Regions from separate parts of the Mus musculus genome. Here all the other regions are linked to region 1. Evidence: chromatin contacts called from public Hi-C data. All regions are on one chromosome and are shown on one strand. The core of a region is the stretch at or near the end of the contact, and the rest is flanking DNA. Distances in the headings are between cores, read along the strand shown.

Region 1 (4,214 bases), core at 199-2,698:
CACTGGTCATAACATAAAAACTGCTCGCTGAATTAGTTCTTTGTGAACAGTTAATACGGGCAGCATTCAATATTAAAAAGCAACCTCTGTACCGGTAGCAGAGATGATACTTGCTCCATGTCTGTGATACCCACAGAAGCTAAGCACGTTGGGATAGCAAAATGACACAGGGCTGAGCCCAGGGTCCTGTGTTCAATCCCAGTACCACAACCACAGACAAAGATGTCACTTAATCCTCAGCATATGCCTATGATGTAATTTCTCTATCATGTCCAATTTTGCAGGTGAGAACATGGAAGCACAGAGAGATGAGTAAGCCGTACAAGGTGATGCAGGGGCTCAATTTAGCAAGGATGAGCCTGCATAGACCTAGAGTCTCTAGAGCTCTGTACAGCTTCCCTACCCTGGTCTATCCCAATGGTCACCAGATTCACTGAGCACAGAGATGCCCCTTAAAAGGAACTGGTGCCTGGTGAAGCATTGAAAGACATACTTGTTCTGCCTAGAAGCTCTTGCTCCTCGTGGCCATATCCTGGAGCCTGGAGCAGGTGACCCCATTTAAGTCTCAGGTCCTTCACCTTGGAAATGTAGATGGCAGTGGGACCTGCAGGCTGGTGACTTGAACGAAAAAACAGGATGGAGCCTTCATTTAAAGGACTTAGAAAGCACCCAATAAATATTATTAATGTGATAAATAGGAGCAACATCAATAAGCCATGAACCAAATGATCTTGGGGTCCTAATACTAGCACTAAAAATGGTTCATTTCTCTTCTGATAAAAAAAAAAAAAAAAAAAAAAAAAGCCCAGAGCAACCAAAACAAGCCATAACGCAGTCATAAACATTAAACCAATTATATCTTTTGTGGGAAAAACAGAAAAGCCATTAGCCCTATTAATTTGTGTGTCATCAGTCATTCTGTCCATTGCAAAGCCGATGTAGTCTAGCATTCTGAGACACCTTGCATAATATAATCACGGTGACTCCGAGAGGTCAAACAGGCACGCTCTGAACGCAGTTTTGTGAAGAGCTCAATAATTCATTTTATAAATTTCAGCTCAAAGCCTACACTGAGGTTAAGAAAATTTGACATTCGATCTGTGAACTTAACGTCAAGCTCGAGAAAAAAAAAGAAAAAAAGAAAAAAACCCCACAACTCTGGGAAGCACATGTTTGTCGATTAAGCAGACGCAGACAGTTACAGGCGTTGCCAAATTGTAAAACAAGACTTGGGTATCACGGAAAATGTTGCTAGTTATTGATTACGTTGACCATTCACTTCCTATTGAGCCACCCAAAAGAACCATTCATTTTCCAGCAGAGCCTGCTCATTTGCAAGATAAAAGAGAGCCAGCTCTGCACATGCCCATAGTGTTCCCCACCACTGGGGGCAGCTTTACATAAGACTGCATTCACTGAAACCGAAGCAACAGTCCGAGCGGCTTACAGAATGACAGTCTGCGGGAGTGAGCTGAGAGTGTGCGCGGAACCCGGCTCTCCTGCCTTCTGGGCTCCAACGCAGCTCCGAGGCTGAACTGGGTGCTCACCACCACGGGTTCGCCGGACTATGGAATACAGATGTGGCAGCACAGGTAGCCCCACGTTGCCTAGAGGAATACATTATGGGTTTTGAGAAGAAATTGTAGGAGCCAGTTTTTTTCTTTTTTTTTTAACACACACACACACACACACACACACACACACACTGTAAAGATGCAAAAACGTAATATCCATGAAGATCCTATTACCTAGGAAGACTCGGATGTTTTGCTGCGAATGCGGTGTTGGGATTTATTTGTTCTTGGAGTGTTCTGCATGGCTGGTAAAGAATAATGTTCCAAAATCGGTCCATCTCCCAAGGGGTCCAATTTTTCTTCCTGGGTGTCAGCGAGCCCTGACTCACTCCACTGCAGCTGACAGGGGCTGTCATGCAGGCGGCCCCTAAGCCAAAGCAAAAGACCTAAGGACGACCTTTGAACAATACAAAGGATGGGTATGTTTTGATATTTTTCTTCTTTCCTTCTTAAGAAAAAAAAATTGAAAAAAAATCCTCTAAGTCTATGTAATAATTCTGCTTTAATTGTTTTAAAGATTATCTTTCTCTGGTCTAAGACTATAAATTCAATTATCAGTGGCTACATTTCCTTGTTTAACTGATAGAAATATGCAATATCCTTCTATTACAAAGATGATGTTTGATGCTAAATGGTATCTAAATGTTTACATTTCTGAATGTGGAAATGAACAGCTAGTTTTGCTTGGTTAAAAAAAATGCATTCGTTTTGGGGGGATAACTTTTCTAAGTTGTTTTTATTTCCAGGTTTCAATGTAATTAGGCTACTGCGAGGATCAGCTGTAGCGGTGGTTCTAGCACCCACTGTCTTACTGACAATGCTTTCTTCTGCTGAACGAGGATGCCCTAAGGGTTGTAGGTGTGAAGGCAAAATGGTATACTGTGAGTCTCAGAAACTGCAGGAGATACCCTCGAGTATATCTGCCGGTTGCTTGGGTTTATCCCTTCGCTACAACAGCCTCCAAAAACTTAAGTATAATCAATTTAAAGGGCTCAATCAGCTCACCTGGCTCTACCTTGACCACAACCACATCAGCAATATCGACGAGAATGCTTTCAATGGGATACGCAGACTCAAAGAGTTGATTCTGAGTTCCAACAGAATCTCCTATTTCCTTAACAACACCTTCAGACCTGTGACCAATTTACGGAACTTGGATCTGTCCTACAATCAGCTCCATTCTCTGGGATCGGAACAGTTCCGGGGCTTGAGGAAGCTGCTTAGTTTACACCTCCGCTCCAACTCACTGAGAACCATCCCGGTGCGGATCTTCCAAGACTGTCGCAACCTGGAACTTCTGGACCTGGGATACAACCGGATCCGAAGTTTAGCCAGGAATGTCTTTGCTGGCATGATCAGACTCAAAGAGCTTCACCTGGAGCACAATCAATTTTCCAAGCTCAACCTGGCCCTGTTCCCAAGGCTGGTGAGCCTTCAGAACTTGTACATGCAGTGGAATAAAATCAGTGTCATAGGGCAAACCATGTCCTGGACCTGGAGTTCCTTACAGAGGCTCGACCTGTCTGGTAATGAGATCGAAGCCTTCAGCGGACCCAGTGTCTTCCAGTGTGTTCCCAATCTGCAACGCCTCAACCTGGATTCCAACAAGCTCACATTTATTGGACAAGAGATTCTGGATTCTTGGATCTCTCTCAATGACATCAGTCTGGCTGGGAATATATGGGAATGCAGCAGGAATATCTGTTCCCTGGTAAACTGGCTGAGAAGTTTTAAAGGTCTGAGAGAGAATACAATCATCTGCGCCAGTCCCAAAGAGCTGCAGGGGGTTAACGTGATCGATGCGGTGAAGAACTACAGCATCTGTGGGAAGAGCACTACCACAGAGAGGTTTGACCTGGCCAGGGCCCTCCCCAAGCCCACATTTAAGCCCAAGCTCCCCAGGCCGAAGCACGAGAGCAAGCCTCCTCTGCCCCCCACGGTGGGAGCTACCGAGCCCAGCCCAGAGACAGATGTGGACACGGAGCACATCTCCTTCCATAAGATCATCGCGGGCAGCGTGGCCCTTTTCCTGTCGGTGCTGGTCATCCTCCTGGTGATGTACGTGTCCTGGAAGCGGTACCCCGCGAGCATGAAGCAGCTGCAGCAGCGCTCCCTCATGCGAAGGCACCGGAAGAAGAAACGGCAATCGCTCAAGCAGATGACTCCAGGCACCCAGGAATTTTATGTAGATTATAAACCCACCAACACGGAGACCAGCGAGATGCTGCTGAACGGAACGGGACCCTGCACCTATAGCAAATCAGGCTCCAGGGAATGTGAGGTATGAACCATTGCGATTAAAAAATAATAATAATAAAGGAAGGAAGGAAGAAAAAAAAGAAAAACACAGCGCGCTCTTAACGGCTGGGAAATAAGGGGGTGCTTTATTGAACTCCGCTGTCTGTCAAGGGAACACGGTGCCCTCCCCTCCCCCTCCCTCTCACTATGCTGGCAAGGGCCTTCCCTGTCCCTCGGAGTGTGTTCATAATACTGGTCATTTTTCCTCTCATAAATAATCAACCCATTGAAGTTTAAATACCACAATCAATGCGGAGCTAGAACTCCGGTTTAACACCATGCCTAGTGTCTAAGACTCTTTATGGATCTCATTAACATAACATTTGTTTCCAGATTTAAAAA
Region 2 (4,595 bases), core at 640-3,139, 50 kb after region 1:
TCTTCCTGGCTCCCATGGAGGAAAGGGAACCCCAGCGTTGTGACAGCTGTCATGGACCCTTGCTGTTTCCCAGAGCTGGCGTCGGAATTGAATGAGAATAAAGCCTATCGGGGCCATCCTACCCACCTGTGACTGAATGAGCCAAATAAATAGCAAAGAGACAGATGGTCCCACCACCGTTAATGAGAACCTCAGAAGCCCACGATTCCGTGGAAAGGGAAATGTTGCCACGTTGGTGTTCACTACAAAGGTGTACCAACAGAACTCTCCAACAGTTTACCTTCAAATGACAACTGTTGTATCTCATGGCGGCCCATTCTCAGAGGGCAGCTTGGGCTCCAGGGGGGTTCCAGACAGCCTTGCATTTTTAACAGCCTTGCTTTGCAGCCGCTCCTTGAACATTGGAATGTACTTCTCAAAATTGATTTCAAGCATCCCTAGTTTTTCTAGCGATACGTTCCGCAGTCGATATAGTGAGTCCCAAAGATGAATCACTATGGTGAATCACATCTATAGGTAGGTGTTTTCTTTCTACCTTCATTTGTATCTCTAATTTCCAATCTGATGAGATTCCCCCCTGCTACAACCCTGCATCTGCTCACCCAGGCACATACTTCATGGATCTGAGTCCTTTTGAATTGCCATTGACCGTATGAATTACGCTCCCTGGCTCCCATTTCTATCTTTTTTTGGCAGCTTGACCTCAATTCCTTTCTTCTCCTCATTTATAGCATAGCTATGCCGCAATTCTGGCCAACTTCCATAGCATAACATTTTCTTCCGGCTGTAGCTAAATTGAACCCTGCAGCTGTTTTAATATGGCATCGGTGGTTAATTTTTGGTACAATGTTGCACATCCTAAAGTGACAGTAATGTCCAGTGCTGGTGCAATATTATGCAAGATTTAAGATAGATGAAAAACATTCAGCTCAGTAAAAAACTGCTGTACCGTGTGTGTGCGGCATGAGCTGCAATAAACAGGGCCCCGTGTGGAGAAATTCCAAGAGCCTCCAGCCACCTAGGCAGTAAGAACACTATTGATCACTCCCGGATGCAGTGTTCTGTAATTCTTACCACTTTCTTGCTCCTGAAGTGGCTACCATCAAAAGAACAAAAAGAAGATGAAATCCACGTGAATATGAGTAAAGTTGTCTATTGGTCTCGGCAATGTGTTCCTAGATGCTGTGATTGCTCTTGGTCACTTTTGACAGTTTGAGAACAGCTCCTTCTATCTTAAGTGAGGGGCCAAGGGGGCTGCATGCACAGTGCTTTAAATAGACAGGAACCCATCGAGAAAGAATAAACCCTTCAATGTTCTGGGGATACACTTCTCTTCCATGATCCCTGAGAAAATAGCTGGATGCAAAGTCACAGAGCCCAGCTCAGTTTATATACGAGTCACCTCCGTTTTTAAGGGTAATGCACGAACATAATTTAGCAGGGGTTGGCAAAGAAACATAAAATATTGTCTTGGGGATGAAAGAGTTAGGCTCTGAATTTTAAAAGGACAAAATAGGAAAATAAAGGTTCACCTTGTGAGGTTATAGGGGAAAAAAAGCAGAATGAGAGAGATCGATGAGAAGATGGGACAGATGGAATAAGACAGGCTGAGGGAAGAAGGAAAAGGTGAGAGAAGGAGGAGGGAGCACATAGATTAAAATGTCAAGTGATTGGTGTAAATGGAGGCTTGCGGCCCCGGGAAGCTGTTCTGAGGTCGTCAGGGACCATGAGGAAGAGGCTGAAGTCCTTCAGCTGACCTGAATGGGAACAGAGACAGAGGGAAAGCATAAGACCCCAGGGAGACGATGCAAGCTACGTCTCAAACAGCCTGTCTGCAGAGGACTGGAGCCTTCCAGCTCCGACTGCGCCCTTGGCTCAGGCAGTGCTAAAGGAAGTGCGCTAATGAGAACAAGGACCTGGTGCCTGGAGCAGCCAACTGCAGAGTTCACCAGTCAGGCCCGGCTTTTTCATTCCATGAATCAATTACAACATGTTATATTGATTTCGCCAGGCCAGCATGACTTAAAAAGTTAATGAGCAAAATATTTTTTTATTATTTTTCAAGACGCTGCAGTGTCTATGGGATCAGCACACTCTGCAGTAAGATAGATACTCTGGCCGCCTCAGACTCCTTTCCAATCCAAGCACCTTCTGAGATCCTCATCTCTGTACTAGACAAGAGTCTGGACCTGGCGGGGTACCCTGGCACATCATGCCAATGAGATCTCTTCCTGGTGACTGAACCAGAGGCGTCCCCGGCTAATGTAGCTGTGTTTAGGCTCCAGTGGGTTTTGTACAGGCCCTTCCAGATGGAAGCAGAGGAAGAGGGGAGGGAGACAGGGTGCGTGGCAGAGCTGCATATGTGAGGGTGGTTCGTGATGAGTGTGCTATAGCTCTCTTCTGAGCTGCAGTTAACATTCATTTCAGACAGTCCCAATAAGCAAGAAAATGCTAAGGGCTCTGTTCTGCAAACCAGGCTCTGGCCCAAAGCAGAAACAACAGCAAAGCATCGCAAGTAGTGGAGCGCATGGGTCGGTGAGCATGACCTACAGCAAGTAATTCTGAGCTTCTGCTTTTCAGGGGAGACCGCAAAGGGGGAAATAGGCGTGAGGGCTTAATAGAGAGTAGTGATGAAGTGCAGATTACATTTTAAATTAGAAATGTCCATAGCAGCATAATGTATGGAAACAATAATGGACCCCTGTATTGGCTGACTTACCGGGTTTAAGCGATGGGACAGATGACTCCATATCAGGATAAGTAGATGGAAGTGATTAACTTCTTGTCTCTGAAAACTCTAGAAAAATACTACGACTGTACCTATAGAATCTCTCTATTTGTTTGCTTGTGGTTGTGTTGTTGTTTGATTGATTGATTGATTGATTGAGATTGAGTTTTCCCATCAAAAATACAGGACCCTTCACTAGACACCACTAAATATGAGCAATTTTTACCTTTGTGTTCCGTAGCTTATCCCATAACTGTCTTGGGCACATCAAGAAAGTGTGTCACTTCCCTTCCTTCAAACACCCTCTGGATTGACTCTTGGACTGGGTTTTAATTAGCTTTCCTTTATTGATAGGCACACATTCCCTGCACATGCCTGAGAATGCTAAATGAATGTTTTCTGTCTCTCTTGGTCCTCTCAAGAAGTAATTTGGAAGCAGAACCTATGCCCTCTAGAGAAACTTGATTTCAGTTCCCTAAGGACAAAATGTATAATGGGAACAGAGGTGCTCTTTGCACATTCCACCTCCCCTGGTGCCCCTGCTCATTCTGGACCAGTCCATCCGACAGGCAGCCCAGGATACACACATCCAGGAACAAGAACTCCTCAGAGGCTGCAATGTTTTCCTATAAACGGATATGAGAAACAGGGTTAAATGATCTTTGAATGATCCATCAGGAAATAGAGTGAGGTGAAGGAAGCAGATAAAAGAGATCCTGGTACTTGAAGCCCCAAAGTGTGTGCCAGCAGCAAAGGCTGTGAAGGAGAAGCAACTCCAGTCATAGTCAACAAACAAACAGCCTTAGGGACACCATGGTGAAACCCAGGGAAAATAACTCCAATAGATCTGAATTGCCTAAAGAAGTAAAAGAGTTATCTCACTACTCTTGAACACACAGCTGCTTAAGATATAAACAGAAGCAAAGCGTAGCATGATTTAATGTATACCTTACTGATTTCTACTTCATACCCCTTTGCTTGCTAATAAGCTAATATTTACTCTTTAAGTGTTTCTGGTAAAACAATGAAAAGTCTGACAGTAAACTCGCCCTGCTAAAATTTTACTGTGAATGTTGACTTCCTGAGGGAAAAAAAAAGACATTTATCACGCACAGCTGTACAATAATAAAGATGAAATTAATAGTGAACACCTGGGTGTTTCTTGCGAGCTAGGATCCATGCAGCATCTCTGAATGCATTACATCCTCTGCTTCTTACAGAAGTCCTATGGTAGACATTGTTGTACCTTGTTTCACAGATGACAGTGACGAAACTCAGATAGGTTTTCTATCTCGCTAGTGCTACCTACTCCATAGTGGCTTTGTCTCAACTCTTTTCACTGGAGACTGTGTCCTTAAGCACTCATCCCATCATCAGACATTCACTTCACAGGTAAAACATGCCAGGCATTAACCCAGATGCCATGGACCACCGAGCCCACTTTCTACATCAAGGCCAAGTATTTACCAGACGTGAACATATTCTCCGGAACAGCATTCTTTTCAGAATGTGATGTCACTAATCACTGGTTTAGAGAACCCGGGAAGGAACACAGCCAGCTTGGCAGAGGGGGCTCCATGGATAGAAAATAGCATTTGGAATGTGCGAAGAAAACAAACCGAAGCAAAGAATGAAAGGCAGGGGAGCAACAAGCTGAGGAGCTGCTTTCTACTTGTGGGAAAGGGGCAGTGAAAATTAACCAAACATAAAGATAGAAAGAAAAGTAATTACAGGAGATGTTGAGAGATCAACACACACACACACACACATACAAGCATATACACACACACATATACAAACATATACACACACAAACACACACATACACACACACATATACACACACTAACACACACATACACACACA
Region 3 (4,529 bases), core at 1,970-4,469, 41 kb before region 1:
TGCAAAGATAGATACTGTTTTTATCCTGAAAATTACCTAATAGAAGAGATAAGACAAATGGCCATGAAGAGCTAAGTAGTGACACTGGCCAATAATGCATGGGCTTGCTGACTGACATGAACAATAGATGGAATGGCAGGACAGCAAGAGAACAATTGCTTTGGGGTTATTGACTGGGGGCACTAAGGATAGACAGAATCAGAAAAAGACACTGAAAATAACTAACTGTGCCTAGCAAAACCTGTGCAGAGCACACATTCCGGGGGAAAGGGGCAGATATTTCAGTTCAGAGATGAAAAATTCAGGTCTACTGTTCACGCTGGAGTTTAACATTGATAAGCTTAGCAGTGGAGCCTGGAGTGAAAATTTCCAAGGTCTCACATGACAGACACATTCTGAGGAATCCAGGCTCATAAAAAGCGATGGGTACAAGAGTGTCAATGCTGTGGCAGCATGAACTCGGGCAGGGGAGCCTTGTTTCCAAAGGCTGACTCTGACAGCAGTGCTCATGATGCATCATAGATATCAGGGACCAGAGCCAGGGAGCCAGGCTGGAGGATGCTTGCATGCAATGCATGCTGAGGGGATAAAGTCCAGGGACGGGAAATGTGAGACTCAAGTGGCATTATATTGGGATGATGGTCTGTGTTTCCTAGGTCCTCTTCCCTCCCTCTCCTCCTAGGCCCACATTCCATGGCAAGTTCTTGATTGTTAACTAATAAATAATAGGGTCTCACCATCATCCTTCTTTCCCCAGTTCTCATCCTCCTCTCTTCCTTTTCTTCTTCCTCCTCCTCCTCTCTTCTATCTCTATATTCCTGTGTGTATGTGTGTGAGGATATGTGTGTGTGTGTGTGTGTGTGTGTGTGTGTATGATATGTATGTTTGTGTGATATGTGTGTGTGTGTGTGTACCCTGCTGTGAAGAACTAGAACCCATGTCCCTATTCCATGAAGTCAGAGTCGCAAAAGTGTGCATTCCTCAAGTCACTGCCTGAAGGATTCCAAACACTCAGCAGGATTTGCCTGAGTGAAATCTCAGCTTGTCCTTGTTAAGCTATTGATATTGCAAGGTTTGTTACTCAAACACAGCCTAATCTCTTCTCCCCTGAACAAAGATAACCATGTCAGACATGATAACTATGCTCAAGGACTTTGATGACCTAGGGATTTGGAAGGAGGTCTGAAAAATAGGTATGAGGCAGAGCTTGTTAGTGACTTAAGTAATGGGGCAAATGTACTGCTGTTTGGGAAATATCAATTGTGCAGCATGAGGAACACCAGTGTTTTTTTATTAGATGAATATTAGTTCTTTTAATCCTATTCTTACATTAAGTCACCGACAAAACAGAATTTGTCTTAAGCACAGCAGCATGCACAATAACAGCGGTCTTCCTAAAAGGAGAAATCAGAATTTAGTAAGATCTCTACACGGACGTATTGTCCCGAAGAAAGCTCTGTCTTCTAACTCCAGGATAACAGACAGGAGGTAGGGATTTTACAGCAGTGGTTCTCAACCTTCCTAAGGCTGCAACCCTTTAATACAGTTCCTCATGGAGTGGTGACCCCCCAACCATAAAATTATTTTTGTTCCTACATCATAACTGCAATTTTGCTACTGTTCTGAATTGTAATGTAAATATCTGCTATGCATACCTGATCTATGACCCCCAAAGGAACTTTGATGCACAGATTGAGAGCCACTCTTCTAGATTGCAGTGGTAGCTCAGTTATTAAGAACATTTTCTGCTCTTACAGAGGGCCCAGATTTGGTTCCTAGCACCCACATGGTGGCTCACAAAAGCCTGTAGCTCTATTTCTAAGAAGTGCAGCACACTTTCTGTAGGTATTCATACATATAAAATACTTTCTGAAAAAGTAGGCAGAGTGGGGTAAGGCTCTAAGAGACTTCTCAAGTATCAGCAGGCTGGCTAGAGAAGGTCTTGCTACTTAAGCAGACTTCAATTCTGCTAGTTTCTCTTCATCCTACATCAGCCCCATAGATACTTTCAAGGGTTATTCTATGCTACCTCCTGGAAGACATTTTCTCATTCACTATAATTCCCAACTTCCGTGTTTACAGATGCTTCTGCTTCTAGGCTCTCTATAAGAACATAATCACTGCAGGGACAACCCAAGAAGAAGCTTACAGAAGCTTGGTTCCAGTACTACTCAAACACATGGATCAGAATCTTTTCTGATGTCATTTTTTACATGGTCCTCCAGCACAGAGAAGTCAGGTAAATTGAGAATATAGGTGGCAACATGTTGAGCATGCAGAGACTATACATAGTTTCTGTAGGCAAAAGCTGACAGGACTGTGCTCTATGTCATGATGAAGCAAAGTAACTTGTGTGCTTGTTTATTCTTATCCAACTGACCAACTCTGCACAAACTCAGCCTCCGGCTCTAATTGACAAGTAAGAACTCATGTAACACAAAGAGAGAGAGAGAGAGATAGAGAGAGAGAGACAGAGAGAGAGAATGACACATATACATGCAATATATATTGCATATACACTGACATATACACATGTATAAATACATACACACATATACCCCAACACATAGACACTGACACATACACACAATACACACAAAGAGAGACTGACACATATTTTATATATATATATATATATATATATTACACACACACAGGCACTGACAGATATGCATGCATATACATACATATATATTCACATACACTCCAATACAAAGATACACACACACACACACAAATACTCACTCCCCCAGAGAGCCTCTGGACCCAGAAGCATGTTAAAATAATCTCAGATTTTGGCTGCCTTTCATGTAACATGCTGGCCTCATTCTCCTAGGAAGGGTGAGGATAGTGATTATCAATTCTCTTTTGCAAAGTAAAGGTGCCTACCTATAAGATCCCCAGGAAGATCAAAAGAGAAATCTGTGACAATATAGGAGAATAAGCCAAGTCACACACATGGAAAGTGAACTCCTGATCTTCTTTGCTTCAGAACTCAGCCTTAACCAACAAAGCAGATTTAGACAAGGATAACCAGGCAAGACGTGATTATCAAGTTTCATCTGCAAACCACATTTCAGAAGGTATCTTTATTTTAGACTAGGAACTAGCCTAAAATAACTCTTGAAGCCCTGGCGAGAAGCTTCCTTGGGCTGTAGAGCATCGCCAAATACCCACAGGGACTCTATGCTACATTAGGCCACTGGCACCCTCCACAAGGACACCTACAGTTTCTCTACATAGGACACGGATATGAAAATGTCATGCATATATCAAAATATTTAGTAGCAACATGCCACTTTGGATGGCATTTTCCATCTTCTTCGTGGGGGTCTTTTGTGGAGGATAATGAAGGGGTGGAGACTTCATCATGCTAATCCTGATGAGCCAAACCCCCAAATGTACCTCATGTGGTCATGGAAACTATTTGTTTTAATTTAAAATTAATTAAGCTTGAGTCAGAGAGAAAAAAAGGAGTAGCCCTAGAGCTTTAATTGCAGACACTGCGTACAACACAAAGACAGTCATCCCAACGCTCTGGCCTTGAATTTCTGCCATCAAAACCATTAATCAATTCAAAGAGCGAGCGAGAGAGAGCGCTTGCACACTTCACTGCCTGCACTCGGCCCCATCTGCTAAGTGCATCACTGCCAATATGTGGTCCAGAGTGCCAATGGCACGAGGCATGGGGTGGTTCGCACAGAGCATGCAGGATGTCAACGTTCTTCCACCGAAACAATGTGGTGTCATCTGATCTTCAGGAGGAATTGTCTACCTGGACATGAGGCATTAGTTTTAATCCTTGCTTGTCCCTCCCTTGCTGCTTTAAGACATAGGCCACATGACCCCCTTAACACAGGAGAAAGCTTGAGTTTGGGGTTAAAACTTGTAGGCTCAGTGATTATTATTGTGACCTACATCCATATGTATGTTTGTTGAATGTAGAGGGGACAGGGGAAGAGTTCTGGGGAGTGTATCTGGGAGTGGCTAATGGAAGAAAAGGGAAAGTGAAAAGGGATGCAATTTAATTTCCATTAAAATCATCTTTTTAAAGAATTAGTAAATAAAAGATTTGGCAGAATTTAAAAACTAGATTCAAGATGAAAGCATCAAAGGCATGTTGAGAAAAATGAAACCATTGATTATGAGGAAAAATAAAAGCAATGGGTCCAAAAGCATGCAAAGACAAAACTGACATAATGAGCTTTAGAACAATTTTAACTCAGTCCACTTGATCTAGTGACTACAGTAGGAGGTAAAATTGCTAGGCTAATCAGTGGGTTTTAACAAGAGTACCTGGAGGCTCCTTAAGTTCCCAAACATGTAGGCAATATTCAGCCTACTTGACCAATTCCATCAGAATCAGAATGCCATCTGAAATCAGTAATTTATCTTAACCATTCCTGGTAAATCTAACATGGAGACAGGTTTCAGAATTGCTAGCCACTAAATTAAACAAAAGAGTCAGATTCCAGTTTGTAAGAATTATTGCTTCTCTTCTTTGTCCTCTGTGATACTAAAATAAGAAC

Evidence for each region. Hi-C and Micro-C count contacts between places; a contact is called where the count stands out from the background.
Region 2: a Hi-C map of cerebral cortex shows a contact between it and region 1, with 5 times the contacts expected there. The contact joins the enhancer-like site here to the promoter of Lrrtm3 in region 1. A contact is called at or near these places in 2 of 484 Hi-C or Micro-C datasets (cerebellum and cerebral cortex), 1 of 115 datasets of contacts at active chromatin or transcription factors (embryonic stem cells) and 2 of 9 other capture datasets (adipose tissue and liver).
Region 3: a Hi-C map of cerebellar granule neurons shows a contact between it and region 1, with 4 times the contacts expected there. The contact joins the enhancer-like site here to the promoter of Lrrtm3 in region 1. A contact is called at or near these places in 1 of 39 promoter capture datasets (hippocampal neurons), 4 of 484 Hi-C or Micro-C datasets (brain, cerebellar granule neurons and cerebellum) and 2 of 9 other capture datasets (adipose tissue and liver).

Annotation. Positions count from the first base shown.
Region 1 is chr10:64,087,489-64,091,702 of GRCm38.p6, reverse strand. It overlaps Lrrtm3 (leucine rich repeat transmembrane neuronal 3), which reads left to right and starts at 1,448. Exons shown (of 3, transcript NM_178678.4): 1 at 1,448-1,993; 2 at 2,321-3,855. The coding sequence starts at 1,990. All of the region lies in intron 7 of Ctnna3 (catenin (cadherin associated protein), alpha 3), which reads right to left.
Region 2 is chr10:64,037,610-64,042,204 of GRCm38.p6, reverse strand. The region is part of intron 7 of Ctnna3 (catenin (cadherin associated protein), alpha 3); the gene reads right to left. All of the region lies in intron 2 of Lrrtm3 (leucine rich repeat transmembrane neuronal 3), which reads left to right. Among named protein-coding and RNA genes, the nearest start is that of Lrrtm3, 50 kb to the left of the region's middle. Within about 2 kb of position 1,889, at least 35 of the 459 cell types and tissues checked have an H3K27ac peak or open chromatin away from gene starts, as enhancers often do. A contact at or near this core is called in cerebellum and cerebral cortex, where this site is marked.
Region 3 is chr10:64,129,656-64,134,184 of GRCm38.p6, reverse strand. The region is part of intron 7 of Ctnna3 (catenin (cadherin associated protein), alpha 3); the gene reads right to left. Among named protein-coding and RNA genes, the nearest start is that of Lrrtm3, 42 kb to the right of the region's middle. Within about 2 kb of position 3,219, at least 9 of the 459 cell types and tissues checked have an H3K27ac peak or open chromatin away from gene starts, as enhancers often do. A contact at or near this core is called in cerebellar granule neurons and cerebellum, where this site is marked.